2 separate regions of the Oryctolagus cuniculus genome follow, and region 1 is linked to region 2. A link is a contact called in public Hi-C data. All regions are on one chromosome and are shown on one strand. Each heading gives the region's core, a stretch centred on a gene start, on an enhancer-like site or on the middle of the called end of the contact. The rest is flanking DNA. Distances are from core to core; before and after follow the strand shown.

The links. A called contact is a pair of places that touch in the nucleus more often than the background predicts.
Region 1: a contact with region 2 is called in a Hi-C map of an unstated tissue, with 2.6 times the contacts expected there. The contact joins two enhancer-like sites. A contact is called at or near these places in 2 of 6 Hi-C or Micro-C datasets (ear pinna and an unstated tissue).

The regions. Positions count from the first base shown.
Region 1 is chr7:133,068,467-133,074,623 of mOryCun1.1, forward strand. LOC138850672 (a long non-coding RNA gene) reads right to left here. Exons shown (of 4, transcript XR_011390764.1): 3 at 2,715-6,157; 4 at 12-2,608. Among named protein-coding and RNA genes, the nearest start is that of BMP8B, 17 kb to the right of the region's middle. Within about 2 kb of position 3,970, at least 1 of the 8 cell types and tissues checked has an H3K27ac peak or open chromatin away from gene starts, as enhancers often do.
Region 2 is chr7:132,824,849-132,831,657 of mOryCun1.1, forward strand. It overlaps PPT1 (palmitoyl-protein thioesterase 1), which reads left to right. Exons shown (of 9, transcript XM_002715190.5): 6 at 3,860-3,950; 7 at 4,671-4,769. Among named protein-coding and RNA genes, the nearest start is that of PPT1, 21 kb to the left of the region's middle. Within about 2 kb of position 2,428, at least 1 of the 8 cell types and tissues checked has an H3K27ac peak or open chromatin away from gene starts, as enhancers often do.

The DNA.
Region 1 (6,157 bases), core at 2,720-5,219, 250 kb after region 2:
GGCTTCTGAGGTCCTTGTGCTGCTCACTCCTCAGCTGAATCTCCCAGCAGCCATTGCACAGCTACTTGTGTGTGAGTTTTGTAACTCTCCAGGCTTGAATCTTGGAATAACTGGGCCAGCAACAATCTCTCTGTGCCTCACTTTTTTATTTTATTATTTATTTTGACTTATATGAAAGGTAGAGAGACAGAGTGGGAAGAAAGAGAAAGAGAGAGACAGGCAGACAGGTCCATCTTCAGTCCACTGGTTCATTCTTCAAATGCCTGCAATAGTTGGGGCTGGGTCAGGCCAAAGCCAGAAGCTGGAAACTCAGTCCAGGTCTCCCACATGAGTGCTAGTGGCTTGACTCCTTGACCCACCTGCCGCCTCCCAGTATGAGCATTTGCAGGAAGCTGGAATGGGGAGCGGAGCCAGGACTCAAGAACTCAGGCCCTCTGCTTCCGGGTGTGGAAATCCCAAGCAACCTTGTAACTGCTGCACCAAATGCCGCTCCCGTTTGTCTTTAATTTAAACATTTTGGCCCTGGAGGCAGGCGCTGTGGAGCAGTGGGTTAAGCTGCCTCTTGGAACCCATAAAGGAGGGCTGAGTCATCGGATCGAGTCCTGCCTACTCTGCTTCTGATCCAGCCTTTTGCTAATGCATCCTGGGAGGCAGCAGATGACAGCGCAAGGACTTGGGTCCCTGCCACCCACTTAGGAGACCCATATGGAGTGCCAAGCTCCTGGCTTTAGCCTGTTGCCGGCATTTTGGGGAGTGAACCAGCAGGTGCAAGATCTCTCTCTCTCTCTTTACATATACTCTCTCTGTGTGTCACTCTGCCTTTCAAATAATAAAAAATAAAAATTTGCCTTCCAAGGTTGCTGTGATGATCACAAGGATATTTTGACAGCACCGACCACAGCAATCCTTGGCACACAGCGTCTCTTCCTTTTTCATGTTCTTTCGTCCGGCACTGCTGTCTGCAATGCTCTCCCTGCGCCCCCGTTTCCCTGGAACTTCAGGCAGGCTCAGCTCTTGCGTCACCCCCTCCTCACATGGCTCCTTGCTGGCCATGCCCACCACATGCTCACTGCCAGGTGTGCTCTGCAGCCCTTGCGCTCCGGGAGGTGTGTGTCAGCCCTAACCAGAGACGCTATCACACTGTATTTGCAAGAATCTGATTGTGTATGCAGGAGGAAAACATCCTGAAATACTAATACGTGTGCTTTTCTTTGCCATGCTTCCTTGTACGTGACCCTCCCCAGTCAGCCTTCACGTTGCCTTCAAGACCTAGTGCTTTTATAGCAAGAAGGCAGAAAGAAAGAAAAATGGTTTAGTGTTTCAGTTTCCAAACCAGACTTCCGTGTGGATGCTCACACGGACGAGGTGTGAGAGCCAAGTGCTGGGCTTTCTGGAGAGAAGGGAGTTTGGAGAACTCAGGATGTCCCTGAAGTATCAAGTTCACGTGTTCACAGTGGACTGGAAGGAGCACAGAGGGCGTCTGTCTGCCCTTCCTGCTCATCCTCGCTCACAGGGAGGCCAGGGAGGGGGGACTCGGGCGGAGAACAGGGACGGGGTTGATTCTAGCAGAGATCTGTGATCCAAGATGGAAGCAGAGATGCGGACAGAGCAAAGGCAGCAGTAAGCTCGCCAGCAGCGGCCACCAGCCGTGGCCTCCAAGCAGCTTTGTGTCGTCCTGCTGAGGAGGCTTGGTCACCACTCTGCTCCTCGTCAGCTGCCTACTGCTGCCCTCCACTCACCCAGCAGCAGTGATGCCGGCTTGTGCCGGTTCCCGTGGGCATGCATACTCCTGACAGCTCAGGAATCTCATAATCCCAGCAAAAGATGGGATTTTTTAATAAAAAGTTTTATTTATTTATTTATTTGAAAGACAGAGTTACAGAGAGGCAGAAGCAGACAGAGATCTTTCATATGCTGGTTCACTCCCCAAATGGCCACAACAGCTGGAGCTGAGCCGATCCGAAGCCAAGAGTCAGGAGCTTCTTCCAGGCTCCCATGTGGGTGCAGGGGCCAGAGGACTTGGGCCACCTTCCACTATCTTTCCAGGTACACCAGCAGGGAGCTGGATCAGAAGTGGAGCAGCCGGGACTCAAACCAGTGTCCACAGGGGATGCCGGCCTTGCAGGCCCCAGGATGGGATCTTGACACCGCTGACGGTGCGGGAAGAAAGCCTCCAGCCCCTGAGCCCGGTGGAAGCACGGTGAGACCGATCCATTTCACGTGGCTACGCGCCAAGCAGCCTGAGCTGTGGGAGCTGGGTTCATCCCTGTGTCCCTGACACTAGACTGGTGACGGGCAGATCGTGGCTGCGTTGAAAGACAGTCATGGAGGATGACAAGTACATAAGTGAGTAATGATAACAGCCCAAGTGCGGTGATAAAGGCCTACAGACATCATCAAGGCTGGCAAGAGGAAAAGGGGATTTCCAGCCGCAACACCAGGACTAACGCATGGGTTCCCTGACCCGGCTCCAAGCGTCATTAGAACAGCTGCTCCTGGGGGAGCCGGCCCAGCTCCTCTTCTCTCTGGGTGCCCGGGGTGGGGCCCTGGCAGTGCCTCCAGCCACAGTTGAGGGGCTCGGCGATGGGTTCTGCTGCCTGTGATTTCGCTGTCAGCATTTAGAGATTCCAGTCTGTATTGGGGCATTTTTTTGTTGCTAAATTAAATACCCAAGGCTGGGAGGTTTATAAAGAAAAGAGGCTTATTTAGCTCACCGTTCTGGAGGTTCAAGAGCGTGGCACGGTGGGGAGGTAGGAAGGGGGGAAGGCTGATGCACGGGGCTAAGTCACAGTCAGGAGTATGAAGTTCTGGATCCTCCTGCACGGGAAGGGGCCGCAGATCACGTGGACTTCTCTATTTTAAAAACAACCTTGGAGGTGGGATTTTGAAAGTTGTCACCATAAAGAAAAATTACATGCTTGAAGAGCCAGCTATATTTATTTACCCTATATTTATATTGGACATGTATTCAATCATAAATAAAAAAATCCCCCATAAATAAAATTCTTGAATGTGAAAACTTTGTTTATAAAAACAGGGAGGGGAAAAGTGCTGTACCGGCTTCTGCTGGGCTCCAGTGGGGCCAGATGGCCAGTGGCATCATGATGGCGGGGTGGGGCCAGGGAGCCGGAAGGGACAGTCTTGCTGTTTTATAACTGCCCTCTTGTGAGGACTAACCAGGGACCCCTGAGAACTGCAGGAATTCCTCCCACAGGCAGGCCCCAGGCGACCTAATGGCCGTGTACCGGGCGCGACTGAGTGTGCAGTGGGGACCCCGGGCTTGGCCCGCGTAGCGGCGCAGCAGGTTAAGCCACTGCTTGGAGCACCAGTAACCTGATGGTGCATGGGTTTGAGTCCTGGCTGCTCAGCTTCCACTCCAGCTTCCTGCTAATTCCCGACCCCTGCGACTCAGCTGGAAGACGCAGATGGAGTTTCTGGCTCCTGGCTTTGGTCTGGCCCAGCCCCGGCCTGCCATTGCCATCTGCGGAGTAAACCACAGAGTGGAAGAGTGTGCTCTCTCTCTTTCTGTTGCTCTACAAATAAATTGTTTAAAAAAAAAAAAAAAAACCACACACACACACAGACACATACAAGTCCATTTCTGCTGTCACCTAGGCACTGAGATTGGCCGTGTCCAGCCAGGTGCTCAGAGCAGTGGAGCAAGCGGAAGCGCTGAGCAGGCCGAGAGTGATGATGGGCAGAAAGGTGAGGAGGGGCCGGGAGAGAAGCTTCCTGGCTTCCCAGTGGCCTCCGTGGTCCCATCACGTTCCCTACCCTGGGACTACGGGCACACACCTCTGAAGACTAGCCATGACTCCCCCCATCTGCCCGAGCCAGTTTCTGTTCTGTGCAACCAAGAGGCTTGATTCACATTATGCACTCCCCACCCCCGCACACCACCACATCACCATCAGGGTGGCAGCAAAGACACCCACAGCTCTTGCTGTGCGCCTGACACACCACGAAATCCTCACCGCACCTGCTGAGGTGGGCCCCATTTCGCAGATGAGAACAGAAAAGCTCAGTGACCTGCCCACGGTCACGGAGCCAGTGAGAGCAGAGCCCAGGGCCAACGTCCCAGGGCTATCCCACTTTGTGGAGCACGGTTTGTATTTGTAAACACTTGCTCTGGAAGGAAGCAGGCGCCACTGGAGCTCCGACGAGTCCCATCTCCCTCCCGGCTCCAGCGCCGGGGACCTGGCCGCCGACCCTGTCTGCCCCTCAGCCCTGCTGCTCGCGTTGCCGGGCCTGGCCCAGGAAGCGCGGGAAGGAGCCGCGGGGCCAGGTACAGGGCTTGGCGGCAAAGCTGCTGCCCAGGCGGGCGGCCAGAGCCGCGCCCTGGCACCTGGCAGGCGGCCCAGCCCTGCCGTTGAGAAAAATACCTGGTACAAAGGCGTCCTCCCGCCGCGCTGGCCGCCTTTCCTCGTCCCTGCTGCTCCTCGGCTGAGGAATCTGACCTGGCGGCCAGGCCAGCGCGGGTCCTCACACGGCCTCGGGAGGCTGCGGCCAGACCGCCGGGGCCGCCCCACACCGCTGACTTCCGGGCTGATTCCACCCAGGGGCTCCGCAGACACCCAGGGAGCCCAGGGCCTGGAATCCCGGCTCATCAGAGCGGGAAAGATGGGGTCCAGGGTGAATGAGAAATGGCAGAATGCACAGGGGGTCAGACGTAGTCATCGGTGGGCACTTGGGCCTGGGCCCGGGTAGCGGCGTAGGGCTCGGGGGATGTTTGTGGGGGGGAACGAAGAACTCTAGCTTCCGGCTTCCAGCCTCCAGCTTCCGGAGAGGGCCACCGCTTACCCGCTCCTCCCCCGGCTCCCCCCAAGGGCAGGGTCTGGACGAGAGACCAGCTCCCTCCCAGTTTCTCCTTCACCCAAATTAGGGGCTGGCCCGAAGCGCTGTGCCTCGGGGACTGCTGCGGCAGGGCCAAGCCCGCCCATGTTGGTGCCCAGGACAGTCCCAGGGATGCAGCCCCACGCCAGGGCCCCGTGGTGCCAAGTGGGGCAGGGTGTGGAGCTGGACCTTGCCTGGCACGTGGGACCTTGTGTAGACCCATCCTGCGCGGTCTTGTGCGGTGGGGACAACGCCTGTGAGTGCAATCTCAAAACACGACCCCAAGCTCTGGCGCCAGGACCCGGATGTGCCCTGGGCTGCACGAGGCCCCCTGGCCCAAATCAACCTGACACTCAAGGAGGGCTCGCCTTGATGCCTTCTTCCCGCCAGCACTCTCTGGCCCTGGCGTGGCCCCGGCTGAGGAAGCTCCCATCCCTGAGGGTGGCCCCGAGGCTGCCCATGCCGTAAGCTGACCTCCAGGGTCCGGTTCTGTGTGGAAGATCAGCCTCCCAGGCCAGGCAGAGGCGGCCCAAGCCTGAAGCAGCGGGCCTGGCCTCCTGTTCCCCCCGGGGCTCACTGCCCCATGCCCAGTGCCTCGACCTCACTGCTGCTCTTGCCACGTGGTCCACTCCCCTTCTTGTACCCCGGGACCACGTGCCCCATGGAGGAGCGGAGGATGTCGGGAGGAGGGGTGGAGGATGTCGGGAGGAGGGGTGGAGGATGTCGGGAGGAGGAGGCCCTCCCGAGGCGGCGGCGGCGGGGGCCCCATGCGCCCAGCCCCACCTCGCCCCTCAGCCTCGCCGCCTCTCCCGCCTCGCGCGGTTGCTGGGCAACTCGCTATCAAGAAGGAACTCGCTATCAAGAAGGAACCCGCCGGAGAACTTCCGCTGCGCCCGGCCCCGGCGTTCGTCTTCTCCGCGGTCTCGCAGGGAGGCCGGCCCCGCGGCGCGCACGGCTGAGTGACAAAGAGCCTCGCTCGGCAGCGGGGGCCGCGTGGCGTGGAGGGAGCACGCGTGGCTGCGGAGTCCGCGGGCTCGGCTCGGATCCACGCCTGCCTGCCCACCCCTAGCGCGGAGGGGAAACGGAGGCCGGGCTGCTGGGAGCCGGGAGTCCCGGCCCCACTCGTGGCTCTGGGTGGCTCGGCCACCTGGGCTGGTCACTGCCCCTCGCTGCGCCTCCGCTCACCCTGTGGGAAACCGAGCGACAGGAGGTCAGGACCAGTGACCGCCGAGCTCTCACCACAAAGAAAGGCCAGAGCTGTTCAGGAGCACACCGGGCCGCTCTGAATTCCTGGCCCGTCTCTGCCCCCTGGTGGCCAGCAGCA
Region 2 (6,809 bases), core at 1,178-3,677:
CATATGGTGTTATGTTGTGTATTTAAGTTTTCACATAGTGGATGTCTAGTGGTGCACGTCATTCTGTAGGACATTTTTTTCACTCAAGATCATGTTTTTGAGATCTACACATACTGTTATGTCTACATGCAGTTCTCCATCTTAGCTGCTGTCTGGCTTTCTGGGATGTGAGTACACCACAGTATATTGAGTCCCACATTGTGCTGCCGGGTTCCTCAGTGTAACAGTTTGCCTTGAACAGGGTCTGTGGATAAGAATTTATGTCCAAGTAGAATTTACATTGTAGGCTCCATCAGTTATTCATGAGGTCATTTACTTAACCTCTCTGCCTCATTTTCACCTGCAAAATAGGACAGTAATTAGACCCTGTGAGTTGTAGAGATGAAATGAGCTACAGCTGCGGAGGACTGAGAACAGTGCTTGAGAAACGCTCCGTGCGTGCTGGCTGTGTCTATATAGCAGTCATCAGTACCAGGGCACCTCTGAAGTTCACGTGTAAATGGAATTAAAAGATGTTTACTTTGGTGCACACAATTTGAAGTCTATGCATCGTGTTTTCATATTACCCATTTCCCATGAACTTCTGCAGGCTCCTTTTATGTGCATTTTAAACTTTACTCAGTATTGCCAAAGTGGTTATACCAGTTTATATTCCCACCAACAGGGTGTGAGAGTTCCTGTTTTGCCATTGTTATTAACCTTTGATCCTGTGCCTTTTAAACCTTTGCCAGTCAGATACGTGTGCGGTGGTTCCTCTTCCTGACCTGCATGGCCTTGTTTATTGGCCACTCGGGTTTCCCTTTCTGGAATTTTCTATTTCTGTTCATAGCCTCTGCCCATTTTCCTGTGGGGTGCTTTGTCTTTTCCTCACTGGTTTGTGTTACACGCATACACGTATACTTTTAAAATTTGTTTATTTTCACTTTACTTGAAAGGCAGAGAGACAAAGAGATCTTCCATCTGCTGGTTCATTCCCCAAATGCCAACAACAGCCAGCACTGGGCCAGGTGAAGCTAGGAGCCCAGAACTCAGTCTGGATCTCCCACATGCATGGCAGGTTCCCAAGTGCTGGGGCCATTGTCTGTTGCTTCCCAGGTTATATGTTAGCACGGAGCTGGAAGTGGAGAAGCCAGGACTTTAACCGGGCATTGTGGTAGGGGATGCACGCATCCCGTGCGGTGATTTAACCACTGCACCACCCACCTACCTCACACACAGAGGCTACCCTAATTTTTAAAAAATGTATTATTTTTTGAAAGAGTGACAGGGAGAGGGAGAGACAGAGGGAAAGAGAGAGATCTTTCAAGCACTGGTTCATACTCCAGGTGGTTATATTGGCCAGGGCTGGGCCAGGCAGAAGCCAGGAACTAGGAGCTTCATCTGGGTCTCCCACATGGGTGTCAGGGGTCCAAATACTTGGGCCATCATCTTCTGCTTTTCCCACGCCTTTAGTAGGGAACTGGATCAGAAGTGGAACAGCCGGGATACGAACTGACATCTATATGGGATGCGGGCATCAGAGATAATGGCTTTACCTACTATTTCATAACATCGGCCCCTACATTTTTTTTTTTTTTTTGCAGATTTATTTTTTTATTTGAAAGGCAGAGTAACACAGAAAGACGGAGAGACAGAGGCAGAGGGGGAACACAACAGATTATGACAGATGCAATATTGCAGTCTTCCATTGAGCTTGTATCCTGTGTGGGCCCAGCACGCCCATCTTGTTAAACTTTGACAAGACAGGCTCAGGGGACTAAAGTGGCTGTGATCCCAGGTTTGTCTGACCCAAAGCTGATACCATCCACGTCGGCGCCAAAGTATAGCGAAGACAGCGTGGGGTGTGGGGAGGAGTGTGGCTGGCGGAGGGTGGGCCAGCTGCCCGCCCACCCCAGGCGTCCTGGCCGCCCCAGACGACAGCCTCTCCCTTGCGGTGCGGCGGGCGTTCGCGAAGCAGGTCACCGGGTGTAGGGTGTAAGGTGTGTAGACAGAGGCACGGCAGACAGGAGGTGCTGTGTGAGTGTTCCGCAGGGGCCAAGCAGGCAGGTGTGGCCTCGGGAGCTGGCCTTGGCGCCCGCCAGCCTGGGCTCCCAGCGCTCGGCTCCGAGGTGCTCGGCGTGCACACCCGCGGTTCTCCTCGGGCGGCCTCCCGACCCCCTGCTCCCCCTCCGCCCCTGGCCCCCAGGCACCGGGCTTACAGAATCTCCCTCATTTCTGCCTGTGGGCCTCTCACCGCGTTTCCTATTCCTGTGGGAAGGTAACCTGTGACTGCTGCCTCCACGCCTCCGCCCCAGCCATCCTGAGCCTGTCCCGCTGGGCCGGAGGAGGGAGTGCGAGCCGTGCCCGGCATCTCCGCGCCTGCCACCCTCCCGCGCTCATTGGAGGCTTTGCCCTGCCTGTTCCCCGCCCTCCTCCAGCACCAGCTTCCTTCAGGCCTGGGCTGACCTCCAGCTCTGGCCCTGACCCAGCATGTGCTGGGTGCCAGACAGCTTCCAGGCCGCGGCCGTGTGCGTGATGGCAAGGCTGAAACGGCAGGGCCAGACCAGGACTGAGAGCAGCATTTAACAAATTCCAAAGTGCACCACATTTTAATTTTTTTTTTAATTAGGTAGATTTATAGACAGTGTGAGACAGAGAGAGAGGTCTTCCTTCCGTTGGTTCACTCCCCAAATGGCGGCTACGGCCAGTGCTGCACCAATCCGAAGCCAGGAGCCAGGTGCTTCCTCCTGGTCTCCCATGCGGGTGCAGGGCCCAAGCACTTGGGCCATCCTCCACTGCACTCCCGGGCCACAGCAGAGAGCTGGCCTGGAAGAGGAGCAACTGGGACTAGAACCCGGCACCCATATGGGATGCCGGTGCCGCAGGTGGAGGATTAGCCAAATGAGCCACAGCGCCAGCCCCAGAGTGCACCACATTTTAAAACCTCAGTGAAACTCCACATTTAAAGGACTATAGATACTCCTAGTAACAGATTATAGGATGTCACCAGACGACTGCGGCCCGGGCCTCAGTGCCACTGGGTCCTAGCGTCGTTCTGCTCCGCTGAGTTGGGCTCCTCTGGCCACTGCCTCTGGGCAGCTTCTGCACGCTGGCCAGGGAAAGCTCCTGTGCAGGGATTTGTTTCTTCCCTGCCAACCTGAGCTTCAGGGCCCCTCCCTGCGCTCCGCCCCGCTTTCTGCGGGAGGCCTTGGGGTAGACCCGTCAGTTTCAACGATGGCTGTGGATGGACCTGAAGGGGAAGGGAAGAGGAAGGAGACAGGAGAGCAAGTTCATGTGAACACAGATGCCTTCCCTGGTCTGTTCTAGTGAGAGCTGTGACAGCCACGGGGCTGCTCTTTGTTCTTCCAAACAGCATCACGTCCCAGGGTTCTGAAATCTGGTGTCCCCACTTGGCACTGCGTGAGCAGCTCTGAGCAGCTCGGCCTCCATCGCAGCCTGAGCATGGCAAGATGGCTGGAGGGACAGTGACCGGATGGAGGGGCAGAGGCGGGGGGGGGGGTGGGTAGCTGAGTGCTGCAGGATGAGTAGGGAGCAAAGCAGAGGGAGGGAGGCGGGCTTGTGGGAGGGCGCAGGAGGTGCACGGTGGTGGGAGAAGCCTCCATGACGGTGGGAGAAGGCTCCATGCCTCAGGGAACCAAATACTGAGCAGGCTTTTCCTAACTCTCTTGGACTTTCTGCGCCATGCTGATCAGCTGGTCCAAGTCTTCACAAGATACTGTGCTGGTGAGCTACTCCACAGGTGCAAGTCTCTTCTTCCCTAGGAGAGAGCAAAGCCTCTTGGGAGGTGGCCTGCTCGCTGGGGCATGCCCTGGGCCTGCTGACACACAGCCTGGTCACCTTTCTCTCTCTCTCTCTGCAGCCTGGTGCAAGCAGAATATTGGCATGACCCCATCAAGGAGGACATGTACCGCAACCACAGCATCTTCTTGGCGGATATCAATCAGGAGCGGGTGAGCACCCGCGCCCGCACAGCAGCAGAAACGAGTTGGCAGTGGGACCCGCGCTGCGGGGCGGCGCCGGGAAATGGAACATCTGTGGCTGGGAGGTGGTGCTTCTGAGATCAGGTCCCTTATAGGGAGGCTGGAAGTCCTCTGGCCTTCTTCCCTGAAGTCCGCTCCCTTTGCTGGTGGTGCAGCAGCGGCCCGGGTCAGCAGGTGTGGGTGGGCCAAGGAACTCACAGCTGCTGTCCTGCGTGAGGGAAGCCTTCCCAGGGATCCCTTTCTGGAGCCGATTTTCTCAGAGGAGAGATGGAGAAGAGAGACTGTGGAGGGAGGGAGTGTGACCCAGCCATGAGCATGGGGGGTGGGTGGGCGAGGGGAGGCCATGGCTTCACTTTAGCCTCATCTGGAAGCTTTTGTGGTTTCTTCAGACAAAAATGTGAAGGGGAAGGCAGGAAACAGCAGACGCAGACTAGGAGAGCAGAACCGCCCAGGGTGTGTAGCTGCTTGCTTTGCGTGCCTTCCTCTGGCTGTGTGCTGGTGCCTGTGGACTGTGGGACAGCGTCAGCCAGTGAGGACGGCAGGGGGAGGCTGCAGCGGAAAGCGGGAAAAGCCGCCCATTGCCAGGGCAAGAAACACGGTGGGCCAGGGTCGGGACCACCAGAGCACCCGAGGGCGCTCACCCCTGCTGGGAGCTGGCGGCGGCCGTGACCGCTGCGGCCTTTCTTCCAGGGCGTCAACGAGTCCTACAAGAAAAACCTGATGGCCCTGAAGAAGTTTGTGATGGTGAAGTTCCTCAACGACTCCGTCGTGGACCCCGTGGATTCTGAGGTGAGACACGGGCCCGGGGGCTGTGAGACCGCGGTGGAAAGGAACTAAAATAACAGCTGCCTGCCAGCACAAGTCTCTTGAGTCCCTCTGCAGACAGCAGGGGCTGTCATCCCAGAGCTGTCTGCTCCCTAAAGGTGCATGTATAATTAGGTAATTGCATTCTCTGGGCGAGGGTCTATAATATATATATATATATATATTTTTTTTTTTTTTTTTTGACAGGCAGAGTTAGAGAGAGAGACCTAGAGAAAGGTCTTCCTTTTCTGTTGGTTCACCCTCCAAATGGCCGCTATGGCCAGTGCGCTGCGGCCGGCGCACTGCACTGATCCGAAGCCAGGAGCCAGGTGCTTCCTCCTGGTCTCCCATGGGGTGCAGGGCCCAAGCACCTGGGCCATCCTTCACTGCCTTCCCGGGCCACAGCAGAGAGCTGGACTGGAAGAGGAGCAACCGGGACAGAATCCGGCGCCCCAACTGGGACCAGAACCCGGGGTGCCAGTGCTGCAGGTGGAGGATTAGCCAAGTGAGCTGCGGAGCTGGCTGAGGGTCTATAATTTTAATCAGATTCTTTTCTTTCTTTTTTTTTTTAAGATTTATTTTTTAGTTATTTGAAAGGCAGTTACAGAGAGAAACAGAAATCTTCCATCCGCTGGTTCACTCCCCAAATAGCTGGGGCTGTGCTGGGCCAGGCTGAAGCCAGGAGCCAGGAGCTTTTCCAGGTCTCCCATGTGGGTGCATGGGCCCAAGCACTTGGGCCATCCTCTGCTACTTTCCCAGGTGCATCAGCAGGGAGCTGGATCAGAAGTGGAGTAGTTAAAACTGGAACCTGTGCTTAGATGGGATGCCGGCCTCTCAGGCAGCAGCTTAACCTGCTACGCCACAACTCCCGCTCCCTTTAATCGGATTTTTAGAGATCCCTGGCCCCAAAAGATCCAGAATCGCTAGCCAAAGTCGGAAAATTCCAAGGTGCGGCAGGCCAAGACTGCCTCAGCCCCCCTCTCCAGCCTCCTCTCCCTTCCCTCCCCACCTTGCACACCCTTCCGTCAAGCCGCACTGCAGTATGGCCACGCCGACTTGGCAGGAGCTTTTGTCCTGTGTGCCTTTGCTCATGTTTTCTCGCCTCTAGAACGTCCCTCCCTGGCTTCTCCACCTGATAAGCTCCTGCTTGTCAAGGCCAAACTCAAATGTCACTTCCTCCAGGGTGCCACCCCTCTTGCTCCCGCGTGTGGACTCAGCAGCCACCATCACAGTACTCACATCGTGCCAGCCCACCTGGGCCACATCCGGCCTGCGGCATTTACAGTTGTTTGTAATTTCTTTGCCTTCATTTTATCTTCATTGAAAGGCTGCGGTAGGGGCCGCGCGGTGGCGCAGCAGGTTAATACTCTGCCTGTGGCACCGTCATCCCTGTGGGCGCCAGTAATAATCCCGGCTGCTCCACTTCTAATCCAGCTCTCTGCTATGGCCTGGGAAAGCAGTGAAGATGGCCCAAGTCCTGGGGCCCCTGCACCCTCTTGGGAGACCCTGAAGAAGCACCTGGATCCTGGCTTCAGATCAGCCCAGCTCTGCCGTTGTGGCCATTTGGGGAGTGAATCAGTGGATAGAAGACTTCTCCTGTCTTAAAAAAAAAAAAAAAAAAAAAAAAAAGTTGTGATAGAGATCTTCCATCTGCTAGTTCACTCCCCAAAAGCCTGTAACAGCCAGGGCTAGGTTAGGTTGAAGCCAGGAACCAAGAACTCCACTCGTTTTTCCCACATGGGTGGCAGTTGGGCCATCATCTGCTGCCTTTCAGGTGTATTAGCAGGAAGCTGGGTCAGAAATGCAGAGGAGCCAGGACTTGAACCAGGCACTCGATACAGGATGGGATGCAGGCGTCCCAAGTGGCAGCTTAACCTGCTGCACCACAGTGCCTGTCCTCACCCCCAGGATTCCTTTTTTTTTTTTTAAGATTTATTTTATTTATTTGAAAGACAAAGTTACAGAGAGAGGTAGAGCCAGAGAGAGAAAGGTCTTCCATCTGCTAGTTCACTCCCCAAATGACTG